Linked DNA regions of Mus musculus: region 1 is linked to region 2. A link is a contact called in public Hi-C data. All regions are on one chromosome and are shown on one strand. The core of a region is the stretch at or near the end of the contact, and the rest is flanking DNA. Distances in the headings are between cores, read along the strand shown. Region 1 has its middle 44 kb from the start of Gm35145. Region 2 has its middle 63 kb from the start of Gm34675.

Region 1 (2,700 bases), core at 66-2,565, 1.2 Mb after region 2:
CAGAGCGCGGCAGGTAGCATCCGTGTGCGGCAGAGCATTTAAATTCACTCGGCACTCCTCTGTAAAAGGCCACCATTGACCGGTACATGGCACTGCCAACCAACATCACCTAAACAGATGGAATAACTGCCAATGGAATTTGTGTTTTAATCACATTAATGTATTTGGCAGGGAGATCCACCTAAGTACACATTTCAAAGTCTGCCTTTGATCTGAGCCCCTTTGGGGCATTTTCCATGACTGATAAACTCCTCCTCTGAGTTCATAGACAAATGATGGAAATTGTGGGTTTTTTTTGGTTTTTTTTTTTTTTTTTTTTAAGAAAGGGAGAAGGAAGCCAGACACCCACGTCCCATCTGGCCTCTCCGTCTCTTGGGGGATGAGAAGCTCCGAGATTCAGGACATCTCACTCTCCTCTCACCTGCCTGGGCAGCTCCCTAAGAAGGGCTCCCTGAAAAGGACACTACTGCCCACCCAGTCCCTTCTCCCCCTTGAACACAGAGACACACATACATGCTTGATACAGAATCCACGGTCTCTGCGAGGCTCCTTCTGCTATTTTACAGACGCCTGTTTGGATGCTTGTGGAAAGCCTGCTGCCAACAGCTTCCCTCAGCATCTGCCCCTCTAGCCCATCACACATGTCTTGCTTAGCTTTCTAATATACCGTGATGGAAATCAGAAGCTGCGCTTTGAATGAAAACGCTCTAATTGTGCGATCATTCCTTCTAACTGTTCCACCGTGAGTCAGGCTCAGTACAGACACACAGACAAAACCAAGCCCTGTTGAACTTGGCAGTTTCCGCTCTTCCGGAGACGCAAAGGGCAGAAGGTCATAAGCAAAGTGTGATGGCTACTGAGGGGAAAAGCTGCTACATACAGATTCCCCGCTCAGACGCAGCTCCACCTTGCCTGCTCTTGAAATGGATCATCAGCTACGTCCCTTCCCCACTTAGGATAAAGAGATCTGAGGAGGTTTTTAATTCTCAGATGAATTTTCTTGTTTGTTTGTTTGGTGGATTTTCCCCCCTTCTTTCTCCTCCACAGAACACAACTAGCAAATGATTGGATCTTTGACAGAACAAAGGTATTTTTGATGGCTCTGTAATCTAGTGCGCTAATGTTCCCAGTCCCCTCATTGTCTTGCTGTCTGATCCTATCCCTTCTGCCAGACAGTCACTGCGGGATGAGTCACTTTTAATGTCTGATAATCAAGGTGAATTTTCAAAAAGCTGCCATTTTGGAATTATGCACTATATCCCAGTGTCAGGGACTAGAAAAGAAAGTGAAGGGATAAGGAAGGCTAAGATAGACACCTACTGTATGTTTGGAGAACTGCAGGACCCAGCCAACGTGGTACCAGATAAGATGTGTCTGGAGGGTCCAAGTCGATCAAGGCATACATGATGAGACAGAGACTATGTTAATTATAAATTAAAAATAACTTCTATGATAATGAAGATTATATGCACAGGAGAAAACGTCTTAGTTAAAACAGACTAGAAGGATAGAATTAAAACGCAGCCATTTGGGGCCATGGATTCTGTACCTACTGAATATATTGTGGTCTATTAAATAACCTAATACAAACTTAACATTTGAAAAAGAATAGAAGGGAATTGTAGTAGTCTCCGTGGAAGCTGTATTGTCTGCTGTCCTTACTTAAAGCGCTATCTGCTAAGAACATTACCTAGCTGATGAACACAGCCTCTCTCCAACCACGGAGATGAGATATTTCTAGAATCATTTAAAGAAATACCCACCCTACTCCCCAACAACAACAACAACAAACAAACAAACAAACAAAAAACCCACCAAGCCCAGTGAACTAGCCAGAGGGATGCTAAAAACCCAAGGCAAACAAAGGGTATCAGACACTCTTTCCGGGTTTTGGCTCTTCAAGTATAGGGTGGTCATTGTCTCCTCTGAGGTAATTAACTAGAGCCACGGCTCCAAATTGTAGACCTTGTTTTTCATTGTGGGCGTTGTGCTAAGTGGTGGGGTGGCTGAAGGAAGGCGATCTGAGCATAGCCCGCGAGTTCCGTTTATTATCTGGAGACGTGAGCACTATAAATAGAGCCAGGCTGTTTTGACTAGGGAAATGCTGTCCTCCTCACAGCCAGGGGATGCTGGGGAGCAGACGCTGAAGCTTCAAAGCTTTGTCCTGCTTTAGAAAAGCGTGAGGTTTTTCATGGCTGTTTCAGTGGCTGGTCGGAGAGTCTGCAGGCGCTTTATCTGTCCTGGGGGAAGGAAGAAATGGCATTTCAGAGGATGCTATTTTATACCTGTGATGGATGCTTACATGTGTTCTCCAACAGAGGCATCTAAATACCCTGGCATCCTCTGTGTACAAGTTGTATTTACAGATTATTACACTTATATTATCTACAGTGGTTACCACTAATCCTCTGTGTGTGTGTGTGTGTGTGTGTGTGTGTGTGTGTGTGTGTGTGTGTGTGTTGGGGGGGTAACAGAGAGACACACATATAAGCGCACACACATATGAGCACACATATGCTATAATCCCATAAAATGGCTATAAAATAGGCACATGAAGAAAATTTGTCGTTGCTGCATGGCTGTTATAGTGCACATAAAAGAAGATTTAAAAGCCAGAGAGTATTTGAGCTGTAAGCAAGTCCTTAGAGGTCATTTGGTACAGTCCTAATTGTAGTAAGATGGCAGAAAAGTGACTTGTCC
Region 2 (2,700 bases), core at 122-2,621:
GTGAACCCTTGGACAACAACCCTGCCCCCTTAATAAACAACTACCCCTCAAATAGCCCCCAAAGTCCCACTGAAACCTTAGCTGCCTGCCTGGTGCTCCCTAACGGGTCTTCTATTCCTGTAACACCAAAGCAGCTTCCCGGCAACCTATTGGACGCATAGGAGGGAGAAAAGAATATATTTTAATAAATCGAGGATGGCGACGGGGTTGTGAAATGGGTTGTAGAGCCCTGTTCTTTAGTCCTAGAAAAAGATGAGGCTGTTGTGGGGTGGGGCAAGATTGAGGGGGGGTTGAGGGTAATATTGCGAGATAATAGCAACTATGTTAATATCCGGAATTTTCAATGTAGCATAAGTACATTTTGTTTTTCCTTTTAGCACGATTTATAATTAAAGATTTTAATCTGGCTTCACATTGAGTTAATAAGCCCTTTGATTGATTAGGATTCATAAAAATTGCCATTTCCCGCTGATGCTTTTGTGTTTCTGGGGATGCTCTTCTGAAAAGCCGGGTTAAGGTGAATAGGAAGCTGCCATTGTTCCGGCTGAGCTGGGCCAATTCTGGGAACTCCGAACTGCTGTACTCCGCTTGTCCTCGGCAGTATCTTGTTGTTCAGCCAAATTAATGCAGATAGGATCGGCTGGGCTCCAGTTTAGCCAGGTTTGGGGGGGGGGGGGGTAAGGGGGATTCTTCTTTTTAAAAATGTCACCAGGTGCTCTGTACACAGCTCTTTGCTTCTGTGTGGTGACCTGCGCTTTGGTTTATGCAAGTAAATAAATAAAAACTACAATGAAATCTCATCAAATTGATAAATAGAAATGTTAGGAACTGTTTCAAAGATAAAGGGAAGAAAATTACAAAGTAAATGCATACAGAGGCGACAAACCCTAGAATACTAAGCCCCAGATTTTCTTTACAAAATTCAACTTCAGAGGCTGTGTGAGCCGATAAATTACCCGTTTGCATTAATGGCCAATCCTGCAATATGTGGGAAGTGTCCTCCTTCAGCTAAAGGGATGTCTTAGAAATGTAAACACAAATGAATAAATAGGAGAGAGAGAGAGAGAGAGAGAGAGAGAGAGAGAGAGAGGGAGAGACGGGGAGGCAGCCAGGCGGTACGCTAATGCTATTTATCGAGTTAAATAATAGACCCTGCCATCCTTTCCTTCCAAAACCAAACCAAAATTAAGAGCCAAATCAAGAAACAATGATAAATTCTGAGAAAGGGGAGAAGAAAGACAGAGCATGTGAGCCAGGGCCTGTGATTTGAAACGTTCTGTCAGAGAGGCCCCCTTCTCTTCAGCTTATTGTACCCTGGATGTCGGTGAGGGGGGCGTACAGGAGAATTCCCGTCTGCCCACCCTCCCGTCGCTTATTTTTATCAGGGGAAGAAAAAGTGACTGTGTTCAGCTTCCGAAGGGCCTCACTGTGGGGACTGAACCACAGCAAATTCCCTTTGTGTTTCTGGTTCTGAAGGGGCCTGCTATTGTTGCTTGCAGAGACTCTTGAAAAGGCAGGAGGGGGAGTGGGGCCGTGGCAAGCGCCGCCCTCCCCCCCCCAATTTCAACTTGTTCCGGGATCAGTAGTCTCTCCTCCCCTGTCATCCACCCCGACTTCTCGGCATGACTATCATTTTTGTGTACTCTCATCACCATTCAAAAGGGGTCTGAATACAAACAGTTTAAGCGATCATGAGAAACACCGGAAACCGTGTCCAGAGAGCTAAGGGGGCTTGGGGAAGTGTCCCCCAGGTGGGCTGGCAGATGGCACTGGCCTGGCTCTTCTATGGCACCGTCACTCCAGGCCTCTGCCTAGTGTCAATCTGTTAACTTTAAAACCCCACCTTGCTGGCTCTGTTCTCAAAGACCTGATTCTGAAAAGCACTCTGGGTCCTGGCCACACTGGCACCACCCCTTGGATAGAGACTGGTCTTCCGTCCTCAACTCCTTTTCCCTCCATAAGATTGCTGTTTCTCCACAGTATGACCCACACCAGTCCAAGTGAGTCACCAAACGGGTGGAATGAAACCAGTTTGAGTTTCCAGTCAGACCACAGTGCCCCAACCTGCCGGAGGAGCCCGTGCTTGGCCATCACTGGTCTCATTCATTCCTGACCAGCAGGCATAATGGGTGAGCTTTTAAAGCTCACTAATGAAGAAAATTGACCCTAAGCAAAGGAAACCCGGTCCCTTAATACCACCCAGATTGGACATTAGTGCATTCCAATTTTTTTTTTTAAAGGAAAGAAAACAGTCTGACACATGCATTTGCAGCAACATGGAAATAAAACAAATTTAAAGCAAACTTTCCCCTCCCCCCCATCCCCCCCCCCCCCCAACTCAGGTCCCAGGGAATGACAGCAGAGAAGGAGCAATTCCTGGTGCAGTGTGCTCCATCAGTTAAAGGTACCTTTGAATGAATGTCAGCCCCTTTCTACCTTAGTGCCAGTCGATCGATGCTTCATTAGGACTGAATTGTCTTTTGCCCATGCAACCTTGAAAATAGTCCCTTTAATTACCTGTGAGGAAGTCAGGATCTCTCTCTCTCTCTCTCTCTCTCTCTCTCTCTCTCTCTCTCTCTCTCTCTCTCTCTCTCTCTTCCTTCCCTCCCAGTTTTCTTTGGCAGCAGAAGGGGAGGTGGGGGCTATGGAGACAGGGTCATTCACGTTTATTTACAGTTTGTATGTCTGGATCCATCACTC

The links. A called contact is a pair of places that touch in the nucleus more often than the background predicts.
Region 1: a Hi-C map of the N1E-115 cell line shows a contact between it and region 2, with 5 times the contacts expected there. The contact joins two enhancer-like sites. A contact is called at or near these places in 1 of 39 promoter capture datasets (hippocampal neurons), 2 of 484 Hi-C or Micro-C datasets (the N1E-115 cell line and cerebral cortex), 1 of 115 datasets of contacts at active chromatin or transcription factors (differentiating embryonic stem cells) and 2 of 9 other capture datasets (embryonic stem cells and embryonic tail).

Annotation. Positions count from the first base shown.
Region 1 is chr8:109,416,111-109,418,810 of GRCm38.p6, forward strand. It overlaps a transcript of Pmfbp1 not described here. Among named protein-coding and RNA genes, the nearest start is that of Gm35145, 44 kb to the right of the region's middle. Within about 2 kb of position 1,316, at least 67 of the 459 cell types and tissues checked have an H3K27ac peak or open chromatin away from gene starts, as enhancers often do. A contact at or near this core is called in the N1E-115 cell line, where this site is marked.
Region 2 is chr8:108,245,225-108,247,924 of GRCm38.p6, forward strand. No RefSeq gene overlaps it. Among named protein-coding and RNA genes, the nearest start is that of Gm34675, 63 kb to the right of the region's middle. RefSeq lists an enhancer at 1-1,607. Within about 2 kb of position 1,372, at least 22 of the 459 cell types and tissues checked have an H3K27ac peak or open chromatin away from gene starts, as enhancers often do. A contact at or near this core is called in the N1E-115 cell line, where this site is marked.